2 separate regions of the Mus musculus genome follow, and region 2 is linked to region 1. Evidence: chromatin contacts called from public promoter capture Hi-C data. All regions are on one chromosome and are shown on one strand. The core of a region is the stretch at or near the end of the contact, and the rest is flanking DNA. Distances in the headings are between cores, read along the strand shown.

The links. Capture Hi-C pulls out chosen DNA fragments and counts their contacts.
Region 2: a contact with region 1 is called in a promoter capture Hi-C map of liver. The contact joins two enhancer-like sites. A contact is called at or near these places in 6 of 39 promoter capture datasets (the 3T3-L1 cell line, 3T3-L1-derived adipocytes, liver and 2 more), 1 of 15 datasets of contacts at CTCF or cohesin (the NIH/3T3 cell line), 4 of 484 Hi-C or Micro-C datasets (bone marrow-derived macrophages, differentiating embryonic stem cells, liver and 1 more), 1 of 115 datasets of contacts at active chromatin or transcription factors (SST interneurons) and 4 of 9 other capture datasets (adipose tissue, embryonic stem cells, liver and 1 more).

What each region holds. Positions count from the first base shown.
Region 1 is chr1:91,986,645-91,993,224 of GRCm38.p6, reverse strand. It overlaps Hdac4 (histone deacetylase 4), which reads left to right. Exons shown (of 27, transcript NM_207225.2): 8 at 1,611-1,742; 9 at 5,568-5,680. Among named protein-coding and RNA genes, the nearest start is that of Gm46242, 110 kb to the right of the region's middle. Within about 2 kb of position 4,749, at least 20 of the 459 cell types and tissues checked have an H3K27ac peak or open chromatin away from gene starts, as enhancers often do. A contact at or near this core is called in liver, where this site is marked.
Region 2 is chr1:92,141,710-92,148,198 of GRCm38.p6, reverse strand. The region is part of intron 2 of Hdac4 (histone deacetylase 4); the gene reads left to right. Among named protein-coding and RNA genes, the nearest start is that of Hdac4, 35 kb to the left of the region's middle. Within about 2 kb of position 2,873, at least 53 of the 459 cell types and tissues checked have an H3K27ac peak or open chromatin away from gene starts, as enhancers often do. A contact at or near this core is called in liver, where this site is marked.

The DNA of each region.
Region 1 (6,580 bases), core at 3,500-5,999:
CCTCATTGTCAGGAGCCTTCTTCATATAGATTTTGCTTGTCCTGGTCTATTTTATGTTGCAATCACAAAATCCCCAAGACCAAAAAATGTATGGGAAATAAATAGTTTAGCTGGCTCTTGATTCTGTAAACCAGGAGATTTAAGAGCACAGGTCCTAGTATTCACTCAGCACTAGACTAGTTAGGTAACAGGCCTTTATGAGTTTGGGTTTCTTTCTCTTCTTGGGAACCCATCAGACCCGGCCTTTACATTTCTGGGAAGCTGTTTAGGAGACCTGCTTAGTCCCACTCTGCCTGAGAATCCTAATGCTGCCTCATTTTTTCCAAAAGAAGATTCAGATTTGCTTACATGTCCCAGGCCAGAACAGAAGTTTGCCCAAGGTCGCCTCCTCAGAACCCTAGCCTGTCTGAGTCTTGATTCGTTGGGGGATGAGAGTAATGCCACATGGAGGTAGGGAACTTCTCCCAGGATTCAGAGAGGCCAAGGTGACATTTCACTGCCTCACAAATGAACATGTTGCCCAAGCTTGAAAGGACAGGGGGCTCTGGCATGTTGGCTATCTTTTTTCTTTTTTTGTTTTTTTTTTTTTTGTTTTTCGAGTCAGGGTTTCTCTGTATAGTCTTGGCTGTCCTGGAACTCACTTTGTAGACCAGGCTGGCCTTGAACTCAGAAATCCACCTGCCTCTGCCTCCCAAGTGCTGGGATTAAAGGCGTGCGCCACCACCACCCGGCACATGTTGGCTATCTTATCTCTCCCAGGTTGTCCTATCTCTGAGAGCTGATGGCTGCAGAGGTTGTCCCTGCCCTTTCCCAACCCATGCTAGACTGTGAAGCTCATGGCTTGTGCCACCCCAGGAGTAGGGATGAAGTGGGTCTGCAGTTTCCTGAAGAGGATGGAAGTCTGTCATGGCCTCACAGTTGCAGATTCTTACATGAATCTGTCTGCACAGGAGAGCTGCTTACAGAAGCCAAACCAAGTCCCAACCTCAGCTGTGCCTTTAGTGTCAGCAAAGAAGGTCAGGGTCTGAGCTGTGCCTCAGTGCAGAGAAGCCTCAGTGCAGAGAAGCAGCCTATCCAATCCTTCACCCCGGTTTTTGGAGCATCAATTGCCCTTCACAGAAGCTGCTGGGGTCTGAAACTGTTGTCTGCTTCAGGATTGTGAGATGCAGGTATCTTCAGGTGAACAAGGAGGCCAGTAATTTAGAAGCTGTGATGATGTCACAGGTGACAGACAGCCTTGAAAGCTCTCCTCAGGTTTCAAGGCATCACTACTCTAAAATTACAGATGAATTGTTTAGGAGACCATTATTTAAGAGGCATCCTCATTGAGTGACTGTCATGCTTCAGTAGGTTCTTGCTATGTCCAGTAAATCAGTGACACTATGGTAATGTCCTCAGGGTAGAATGGAAGCACACCTATTGCCCTGGCAGCCACCCACTGCATCCACTAATGGGGCTAACAGGAGCTTGTACCCACTGACAGAGGAGCCCTGCCTTCCAGTCCATACTTAAGTGGAGATTTACCAGCTGTGCATATTTTAAACCACCAGTGTGATGCCCTTGACCCCAGCTGTGTCTGCCTGGCTATAACAACATCTCCTTCCATACAGCTTCTGAACCTAACCTGAAATTACGCTCAAGGCTTAAGCAGAAAGTAGCTGAGAGACGGAGCAGCCCCCTGTTGCGCAGGAAAGATGGCCCTGTGGCCACTGCTCTAAAAAAGCGACCCCTGGATGTTACAGGTATGTCAGGGAGCAGGTAAGCCTCCGACCCTAACACACACCCTGCACTGTGACACCTCTAACAATGTGTCTCAGCTCAACCCAATTCCCTATGCTGTCCTGCTGAGTGGTGATGCACATGCCAGGTCCAGCCACTTAGAAATGTGGGGCTTGAGTGGCTGGCTAGGTCCTATTCCATGACTCAGTTCCCTCAGAGGGCTGCCATTGGGCCCAAGTGAGAGAGCTATCTGCCTGGCATTCAGAGATTTTCTGAAGGTAGGTTTAAAACAGCTCCTCCCTTTAGTGATGATGGCATGTTTCTGCCTACTTTCTGCTGCCCACAGACATAGTGGGGCCTTTGAGCTTCCATATTGTTCCCCACTAACGTGGCTGGCTAATCAGAGTAAGGGCAGCTAGTTCCACTTCAGTGACCACACTGATCCTGGCCCCACCTGCTGGTGGACAAGCAGCGGGATACAGCCCTTCTCACCGGAGGAAGCTCCTCTCAGCACCTCCGTCTTAGGTTAAGTGTTCACCTCAGCCAGGGCTCACACCAGCACCTAGAATCTTACCATCTAGGAAAAAGGAAGCTGTTCAGAGCTGACCTGAAGAGAGTTCCCTAGCCTTGAACATGCTGTTGGAAGGTCACGGTTCTGGTTGTTGGTCTATAAGTGGCACCTGTCTAGTTGGTCCAGTCTGTTTCAGTGACTGTGCTGATGTCCAGGGGAAAACAAAAGGGCTCCTGTGCCCAAGTCCTTCAGAGCAAGTACCCAAGTCTCATATACCTGCCCTCAGGACAGAGGGCTCTGCGGCCTTCTAGGCACAGGGCCGGTGAGTCCTCCTCATTCAAGGACTTGCTTGTAGATCTTGGATCTGTGCAAAGAAGATCCTGACACTTGTGTAGCTTATCACAGCCTTCCTTTTCATGCAGTTCTCTCCTGCTTACTCTATTAGAGACACCTTACCTAAAAAACACAAAGAAGCATTGGTACCCTTAGAACTCATGTTTATCATGGTTTTAATCTGTCCTCTGCTTGTACTATTAGAAACATCTAGGGAAACCCAAGAAGCATTACAATCCATACTCACTCTCCATCACTGGGAATTTAGTTGGGAATTTTAGGGGCATGTGAGTAGAAGCTGCTCACACTGCTGTGCAGCCTGGCTGCCTGTGGCAGTACCTGGTGTGAGCCACTCCTTGCTTATACCTAGGTTATGCACTCTCACTGGCAAGATCATTCATAAGACAGAGTCTCTGTCAGGCTCCTCTGAGTGCCACACACCCCCAATGACTGCTGTTTCTTCATTCCCATTGAGAGTCATGTGAGAAGAAGGTGCCTGCCCTCTGCTTTCTGAGTAAAGCATGACCCAAGGGAGATGGCCTGAGGGGTCAGCATGGTAGTGCGGGTCAGGGCTGACTATGTTAGGTGGGAGTCTTCATGAAAGCCTTGGGCAGGCTTGAAGTGTATTAGAATCACTTGTCTGCTCTGTAAACTTGTGGAGAAGGTGGCCTCGGAGCTACAGCTTGATGGATAAGTGAAATTGGGAGCCAGACTGTGCTACTCAGGTCACTGTAGCCACCTGGACACTTGTGACAGAATGGCGCTTCAGATAGAGCTGTTTTCAGGCAGCAGAGAGAAAGGGACTCTAGCTAGGGTTGCTCCAAGAAGAGCAAGGGAGCAGCAAAGATCCTTGAGCAGAAAAGGCCTGCACCCTGCGTGGAGGGCCAGGGGCCACGGCAGGTTAGCATACCACTCTTCCCAGCTGGGATGAAGTTCATGCTGGCTGAAGAGCATGAAGAAGAACCTGTGCCACATGGAATCAAGGTTCACACTCAGTCTGCTTCCTGTCATCCTTACCAGTATGTGATGTGTTCACACCACAGTTGAGGATGGGCCTCCTACTGTACAACCGCCTATCTTCCTCAGGCGCACGCCTTTAACCCTAGCACTCGGGAGGCAGAGGCAGGAGGATTTCTGAGTTCAAGGCCAGCCTGGTCTACAGAGTTCCAGGACAGCCAGGGCTACACAGAAAAACCCTGTCTCAAAAAACCAAAAAACAAAACAAAACAAAAGAAAAACCAAAATAACTGTTGCAGGTACTTTCTGACATCCTCTTTTGCTAATGCAAATAACAGAAGGCCATGATTGTGTGCATTTCCATAGACCGGATTCCTAGAAACAGAATGAATCTAAAATATAGTTTGTTTAAAGTGAAAAACTATAAATCATACCCACATTTTTCTTGCCCTACAGAGCAGCATGTAGGTAAGAATGTTTATCTGCATACTTAGCAGGAGTTTGTGTCTAAGGAGGACTTGCTTGGTTCTGCTGTGCAAAGACAGGCTGCAGCAGAAGAGAGCATAGTCCAAGGTAGGGCATGGTAGCTGCTGTTGGCAGTGTGACTTCAAGAGCAGAGCGTGGACTCTGAGCAAAGTACATGTGTACAGAAGTAAAATGGAAATGCCTCTTCACTCCAGTAGGATCTGGAGCTCCCCTCTGGCAAAATTCAGGGAAATACAATTTCACCTGTGTAGTAACCTGGTTGGCATTTGGAAGAGAGGGATGGATCCTGTGCTCATGGTCAGTGTCTGGCAGGGTATGTGCAAGCATTGTTTACAGGCTTCTAGAGTGGAGAGGTAGGGTGTAGGCAGCTACTAGAGAATGAGAAGTGGCCTCAGGGGACTGGTAAGTGACGCAGTCCACAGAGGACCAAGCCTTCTTCGTCTGCCAAGATAGATGTCAGGTTGTCTTTGCCTTGGCGTACTTCTGTGCAGGGCAGGCGATGCCCTGGGCACAGCTTCCTGGTCAGTGAGTGCTGTGAAATGATGTCTCATCACAACTCATAGAGGCAAGCTTCTGCGCTCTCTGAAGGGCTGCAAGCTTGTTTGCTCCAGTCCTCCATCTTCCCATCCTCTGTCTTGCAGGGCTATACTTACAGACAGTGTTCTGAATCAGCTCTGCAGCTGAGGAGCCCTGTTAGCTGGGTGCATGAGTGGCTGTGCTCTGTTAAGCAAGGGTGTCCTTGAACCCCTTCAGTGGCCTGCTGTGTCCAGGGCTAGGGCTAGAGTTTGATCTCAGAGTGCTATTGCTACTACCTGGACTGTTTCAGGAAAGTAGTTAATGTGTGTGTTTGTGAAGTGTTAACCAGATAATGCCATTGTCAAAATGCCCCTGAGCCAGACTTCAAAAGCTCAGCATCTGCCCCTGAACATAGAGAGGCGCTACCCAGGCTGTTGTGATAGGAGATAGCTGCAGCCAGCCCATGGGTGTAAGGAACTGTGTGCCCAGCCCACCAATCAGGGTCAAGCCCAACACATTCAAATGTTAATATTTCAAATCACATTTGTAAGCTGCAGAAGCCACTGCCTGTTTCCTGAATGCTACTTTGTTCATAGTAAAGTAAGTGGGTTGCATGTAAACTGAGCAGTTTCCGTAGGTTGCTTGAGTTCAAACTTGTTTTTACAGACACAATGAATTTGACCTTTCGAAGCTAAAAAAAAAAACAAAAACCAAAACCCACTGGGCCTTTGTATTCACTTGTCTTTTGTTCAAATATAAATAAGTGTTTAAGAGCTTACCTTTATGATATTTCAAACTATCTTGAAATGGAAAAGAACTGTGAACAGGTAACATGCACACCCTGAAAGGATCAACCGTGCATCCACAGAGCTTCATCACTGGGAGGCTCATGGGAGGTTAGCAGCAAAGCTGAGACTGAGGGCATGGTGTTAGCATCCCTGCGTTGAAACACTGGTATCAGGCTAGCAGGCAGAAACCCCGGGAGGCAGTAGGGCTCTCTGAGTCTACCCAATGCCCATCCTCAACTGCTTTCTCTCATCTACAGACTCCGCATGCAGCAGCGCCCCTGGCTCCGGTCCCAGCTCTCCAAATAGCAGCTCTGGCAACGTCAGCACTGAGAATGGCATCGCACCCACTGTGCCCAGCGCTCCAGCTGAGGTGGGTCAGCACAGACTCATATAGGCCAAGCACCCCACATACCTGCCTTGTACCTGCCTTGTGCCTGACAGTCCAGTGAAGACCAAAACATAGGAGTACTCTGGGAAGGGCCTTCCATGTGTCATTCCCTATTGTCCTCATCATGGTCCTCTGAAACATGAGGACCTCAGATCCCATAATATTTGGGAGCTCCCAATCTGCCTTTTTCTTGCTCTTTCTCCAAGTGTGTCACAGAAGCAGATGTCATCATACACACTGTGCGTTAAGGCACATGGGGCAAGCAACAGCCATGTGAGAGCGGTTGTGGAGTGAAAAGGACATTTGAGAGATACACAGATTATAACAGCCAAGAATCAAGGGTTAGGGAAGTGAATGTTACTGGTGGACACTAATGTGGGAGAAAGGAGCAGAAAAGAGAAGACAGGTCCAACATGACTCCAGAACATGGTCCCATCACACTCACTACATACTTCCCCGAGCAACATGCCTGGCCCAGGATGCAGCAGCAGCAGCAGCAGCAGAGGAGGCTGCTCTCCAAGTTCCCCTGTAGATAGGGAAGATGAGCTCTGACCAGGCTGTGAAGGAAACACAGGAGAACTCAGACTGCCCCAATGGTGTTGCTGCTACAGGCCAGGATGTGGGAGAACACCCAGAAACAGCTCCTTGGGTTGAGCCAGTATTGTTATCTGTTGTGTGTGAGCGCAGTGAGCAGGAAACTTCTTGGGAGCTGCTGTCTGTCAGCTTTCAGGAACCTGTGATTAGTAACAGTGACTGAGTTCCTTCTTTAGCATTGAGAAATGAGTCTTGCCCTTCCAAAGAGCTGATAGGCTCAGGTGAAGATACACAGGCACAGTGCTTTCTTCGTGTCAGGTTTCTAACCCCTTTATGTCTGGAAAGTTA
Region 2 (6,489 bases), core at 1,624-4,123, 160 kb before region 1:
CTCCAGCCTGCTTGTTCCCTTTCAGATTTTGCTTTCCTGTGGCAGTTGCTGTGGGTTTGCAGCATCAGCAGGTGCTCAGAAACTGGATTCTTGTCTTCTGGTTCAAAGGACTGATATAGACCTCCCAGGGGTTCAGAGGATGCCCTGGCTTTGTCTGCCCACTCCAGTGGCAGGGAGTTTCCTTGATGCCAGGAAAAAGAATTTTGAGTAGGTGATGGGTAAATACCACAGGTAACTTGCAGAGTGAGGTTCCTGTCAGGGTAAGTGAGGAACAGAGCTGCTGTGCTGACCCTGGCTGGGATGAAACCTTGGTTCTGCACAGCCTTTCCAGTGTCCTTCGTTTGCTTTCTTTGGAGCCATATTAAGCATTTCACAAGTCTTTCTGCTTCTCAACAGCCCATTTGGAACTGCTGGGACAAAAGATTCATCCAAGGTCACAGAGCCAGAACAGGATTAGAAACTGCATGCTTGGGCCTTTAAAAGGGAAATACATATGGGACTTGGCCTTAGAAAGTAGCAAAGCATGAACCAGGTTAAATATAGAGGGCCCTGTCTGGCCCACCTTAAGGTGTGGGTCTCCTGGAGAAGGTTTGGCTGTTTTTGGCTACTTCTGGTGCATTTTTAGTCTCTAGGACTTGAGGTGTAGGAACTGTCCTGAGTACACACAGGAGGCTGGATAGATGCTTGGATGGATGCTTGAGGCTTTGTCAGCTGCCTCTGAGCCTGTTCTACTGGATAGAGGCAGAGGCTTAGGGTCTAGGCCGTTCACTCCAGGACTGCCTGAAACATAGTGGTAGCACATACTTTTCTGGGCATCATTGCTTTATCTGAGAGCTTCAGAGGGCAGAGATCTAGGTTTTATTTAGGTAGGAAGGTTTTATTGATTCAGTTGTTCATGTATTGATTGTTGTAAAGAAATGGTTTTTGGTTGATTGCAGGAAAAATTTAAGCTGTATAGACTGAAATGTAAAGTAGATACTCATATGAAGGTATGCCTCCTGCTCTGCAGTGAGATGGAGGTGTGTATTCCCTGTGTGAACATGCAGAGAGATACATGTGCCCACATCCAAGGTGACATTACACAATTACTGTGAATATATTATGAACTGTACTACAAGTATCCCCACTTCTGCTAATTTCTGAGAAGCTAAAGCTGGGCCAGCAGACACACAGGTTTAAAATGTCTCTTGGGTGACTATGAATTGTTTCAGAATGTGTCTAACTGAACTTCGTAATTGCAGTGTGTAGGGAGGCGTAGTTTCCTACCTTTTTACCACGTTGGCACTGGGCAGAAACTGTTTTATTTCAGCTAGCATGCTGGAGAAAATGACTATGTTCTCTTTGCTGTTTAAGTGGTGCACATACTCTGTGACCTGACACAGATGCAATCGGATCTTGTAAACAGTCCCTAAGCATTTCAGGAAAAGCATGCTCTTAAGTTGTTGGTCTGAAGAAGTATATCTTAGTACTGTATTTAAAAATCTCACATACGCGTGACCTAGTTCTGTTCAAGAATATCTGTACCTTCTCTCTACATGTTACATATCTATTAACTCAATTACGTTTTTATGCCAGGATGGCCTCTATCCTTTGCTTGATTTCTGAGAAAAGTTAAATTTTCTATTGTAGTTATAATTGGTATAGTCTTTTAATATTATTAATCATTTTCTCTATATATTTTAATGTTTCCCTCCAGTGCTTAATTAAAAATTAATGGCTATTCTTTTGGTTAATGAGGTCTCTCACCAGAGTACATTGTTTATTTTGTTCTGTAAAACACTTGCCTGTTTCTGGCTAGTGGGTCTTGTCCTGTCTACTTATCTGTGAGTTTCCCCAGCCATCCTCTTCAAGCCTTATCCTCATAAATGGGGACAGCTGGATTCTGACTTTTCTCCCCAGAGTCTTTGCCCTTCATGTGGGAAATTTTACTCATTATTGTTCACTTCTTTCTGTCTGTCTGACTCTCTTTTTTTCTGTCTGTCTCTCCCTCCCTACCTTCCCTCTTTCTTTCCTTTGTTGAGTACTAGACTTGGGGTTCCTTGCCTACCAGACAAATGCTCTACCACTGAGCTGCACCCCCAGCCCCTCTGCTTGTTTGTCTTTGAGCTTCTGGGTGGCTCTTTCCCTCATGCCAGGTTGTGTGCCTCTGTGTCTTCTTGCAGCAGGTCAGATAGAGCTGCCTTGTGCCGAGATCATTCTTTTCCTCAGAATGCTTGCATTAACTGTGACTGGGCTGTTGTTCAGGGCCTGGAGCTTGCTGAGACTCCTGCCTTTCCAGCCCTCTGGTCTTCTACAGATTGTATTCTAGAACCATATAACAGGTGCCTTCCACATGGCTTACCACAGCTCTGAATGACCAAGAGGGAAGCTGGCTGTGTGCCTAGGCCATAGGTCCTTACTGGTGACATTTAGACTTGCTTGATGGCCCTGTGGTTTCAGATGAGTCCTCTGGGCTTTCTCTATTGTTAGACATTGCTTTGAATGCTTTGAATCCTTCCACAGTTTATTTATATTTTGAATTTAGTGGATTTCAGGAAGAGAATGAGTAGTCAATTAACTAATTCATTGATTTATAATAAAGGGGAGTTTTAATATTGGGAATTTGAGCCTGAAGTCTTGCACAGGTTAATTAAAGCATCTTCCACAGAACTCCCAACCTTCAGCTTGCTGTCTGGAACAGGAAACTTCAGACTATGTTGGGACAAAGCTAAGGAACCAGGATAGTCATGCTGGTCCTTGTCACTAAGTTGTAGTTCCCTGTCTTCCTTCCTCTGTGACCCCAGTGTCTTCCCTCTGGCCCCATGCCCTAGCCTGCCTGGCTCACTCTTGCCTGCTCCTGTGTGGCCTGGCGCAGCGCTGGTGGCACATCAGGCCCTGGTGGAGCTCTGTGGCCTTTGGGTCCTCTCACATTGGCAGGGCAGCTTGGCTTTGCCCTGGTGATGAAGTGGCCTTTTTATTTGCTGTGTATAACTCCTCTCTCCTCTGTTTTCCTTTAAACTCCCTGTGGTGCTGGGTGAGGCTTGCGTTATGATTTTATTGCTCTTCTTTCTGGACTTTGCTAGAGCCAGGCCCTGGCTCTCTGACGTAAAAGCCTCCTAACTGTTGGGATTTATTGCTCTAAATAACTGTTTCCAGTACTGTGAGCAGCCCGAGGAAAGGGCTTGGGTTGGTTCAGCTTGTGAGGACTCTGTGGAAAGAGGCTCTGAATGGTGCTGCTGGTCTCATCCTGCACTGAAGCCCTCACTGTTGAGATGTGCCCAGGCAGGCTGTGGTGAGCTCAGCTCTTAGACCTCTGCCTGTGCGGCAGGTCCCCTGGAAATAGCAGTGGGAGGACAGATGGGGCTGCTGGGAGAATGAGCAGCCTTTCTTTCTTCCCTGTCCCTTTTCCCTCCCAGTAATTGCTGTCTTACTTGGTGTTATAGTGCATCTAGATACTGGTAACCGGCTGGCTACCATGAGACCCTGGTCCTGTCACCTGATCACTCACTCATCTGACACGACACTGATCATCAGTGTATTTGAACTTCTTGGGGAAGGTCTCTGCTTAGAGAAAGTAGATATCCTCAAGGAGGCATTTGTGCCGCCTTAGCTGACGGCCTTAGGTAGGAAGCCCATCAGAGCCAGGATCCTTCTTTCTTTCTTTCTGTTCTTCTATCGCTGGATCTCAGTGAGAGGCCTGGCTAGTGTCGGGTTACAAATAAAGTAACCATGTTGAGGGAAGCCTGTGGAATCCAAGATCAGTGCTTTAATTTGGGTCATTCTCTGGTTTAATAATATTCTGTATGTTTGAAACATCGTGGGTTGTTCTCTGAGTCTCCAGGAAGAGGCCTTCTGCCCCTTGGCCTAGGCTGAGCTGAGATCCTCCAGCTCTGTGCTTTAAGTCCTTCCCCCTTCCCCCCAACCCCCACAGAGTCTCTCTCTGAAGTTCTGACTGGCCTTGAATTCACTAGGATCTGCCTACTTCTTTCCTCTGAGTGCTGGGATTAAAGTTGCATGTCTGGTCCTACCCTTACTTGTATGGTCTTGAGTCTTATTTATTTTAACCAGTTTGGTTGCCAAGGTTATTATATAGTAATGAAGATATTAAATGGTAATGAAATTATATCATAAAAGAATGTTTTTATAACTTTTACATTGTGCTCTGCAATGTATATGTTTCAGGGATACTTGCCCAGTAGGATAGGGAATGAATTTTGTGGGCTGTGGTGCATACAGATGTAGATTCTGGGCAGCTGGTAGCAAGTGACTTGCAAAGTCTGAGTGAGGCCTGGTGTAAGAGACCACTGTAGACCATAGTGATGTCAGACAGGTATGTAGGCAGTTAGGGCTAGCCAGCCAACAGGAGGCCTAGGAGTGTCAGTAAGGAGATAGATAGCCTTGTGTAGCATAGTCAGCCAGAGAGGAGCAGCTTCATGCAGATCAGGGAGGGAACAGAAGGGGACACCAGGAGGTAGCCACTCTGAACTTTTAGACAGTGGGGAGCGAGACTGAGCTGGCCAAGGTCATGGAGAAGTGAGCGTTTCTTTTGAGCATACATCAAGTTCTCTGGAAAAGGACATGAGATACCTCAGACAGTGGGACAGAGTTGGGTGGGGGTGTGTTAAGCCTGGGAGTGCTTCAGTCTGCTTTCTGAAGGAAAGGCTTCCAGAATGCTTGCTTCCTGTGCTTCGTGCTGCCTCCTGCCCAGCTCCTAGCACACGCATCTTGCTGGCATCTTCCCAGCCACCACCCCACTAGCATGCGCAGCTCTCAAGTTGTCACCACCCTGGCTTCTCCATGCCGTGATTATCTGAAATCTTAATCAGTCAAGATTTGTTCTGGAAATCATGTAGACATAAGGACTTATTTTTCAACCTTTCTTTTTTTCAATCTTCAAATTGTGTTTTGTCTTTTAAAAATCACGAATACTCTGTCACTGGGAAGAGCTCAGAATATTCACTGTCAATGGTGTGCTGATGGTTTGTTTTGGCAATTTTCTGAAAATTCTTACACAGTTTGGGGAGCATTTGCATTTGTGTCCTTCTTTCAAAGCCCCCATTGTAGAAATGCAAATTTCTGAGTTCTGAGATGCTGAATGTTAGATGATTAATGATATTGAAATTTAAGAATGAACTCCTGGTATGTATTTGACACAGAAAACTCAATACTCGAATCATTAGGAACCATTGAGCACAGCTTGGTGCTGGAACAGAAAGGCCATAATTGCAGTGCCTGGCAGTGGGGGCAGGTCGTATGTGGACAGGTGTGCAGATGCATACCGCCTCCAGAGCTGGTCTGTGCAAGGCCCAAAGCTGCTCCAGCTAAAGAACTGGGTCTGTTTAACCATAGGTGTTTAAAACTTATAGTGATCATAAATCAACATTGATTACTTGCTTACTCCAAGTCAAACACCGCTGTGCTTTTGAGGGACCAGAATGAATAGCAAGTTCGTTCTGAATTGTGCTTTCCAGTCATTACATTTGTAAGGCATGATGACCTTGGGAAGTGAGCTAGAATGCCACCGTTCCATTGTGTGGGTGAGAAAACCAGTATTGCCTGACATCAAATAACTGCCTCAGTTGGGGTAGCACAGTGCTTCAAAGGCCAGCCAGGAACTGGAATTCATCGCCCACACACGCTTCTCTGTGGACAGCAGAACTCTGGGTGCTTTGGGCTCAGATAAGTCTAGTCAAACTCTCTACATGTGTGGGGCTTCCAGGCCAAGCAGGCAGAGATTGGCATTTAGGGGTTGCCGGCACCTTGGGAATGGAGTGATTCTTGCCATGTGAAGGAATAGGCAGATCATAGAAGCTCCCAGAAGAGCTGTATACATTTAATGGAGATGTCCCCCCAGAAGGCCTGCACTGGCTAAGTCTGAAGAGCAGGGCATGATGCTTGCTGCCTGGGGTACATGGCCTGGTAGAGAGGCAGTGTTCAGTATGGAGGGAGAGAGTTAGGCTTGCTGTTGCAATCTGTGTGGCCAGGATCTTGTCATCTAGATAAAGAGGCTCTGTGTGACCTTAATACACAGTGTTACCTGAGCCATCCTGGCTCAACCATCCTGAAACTTCTGCTGTTTGCACCATTTTAGGTGTGTGTACTGCATTTTAGGTATGGTTCAAACCTTCTCTGAGTTCTCGTTGCTGGTCCTGGAGTGCTGAACTGAAGGAACTGACTGGGAGGCTGGTGAGCCATGTAATTTGGGGGTTTGGGTGAAACTTAGTGCTTCACCTCAGCACCTCTCTGTCTGTTTATTTTCTGAGAACATAAGAAATGGACAGTGAGGAAACTGTAATGATTAACACAGAGACGAAGTGAGCTTCATCAAGGGCTCTGAGCAGCTTAGGATCTGCTACAAAGCACTGCTCGGCAATTCAGACACTCCTAACTCTTGCTGTTACCATGTACTTGGAAAAGAAAAACATATTTATAGGTGATGTTTGTGTGTTTTATACATAAAGTTTGTGGCTAATTTACATATTTCTAAAAGTTGTATCAGATAGCATTTGT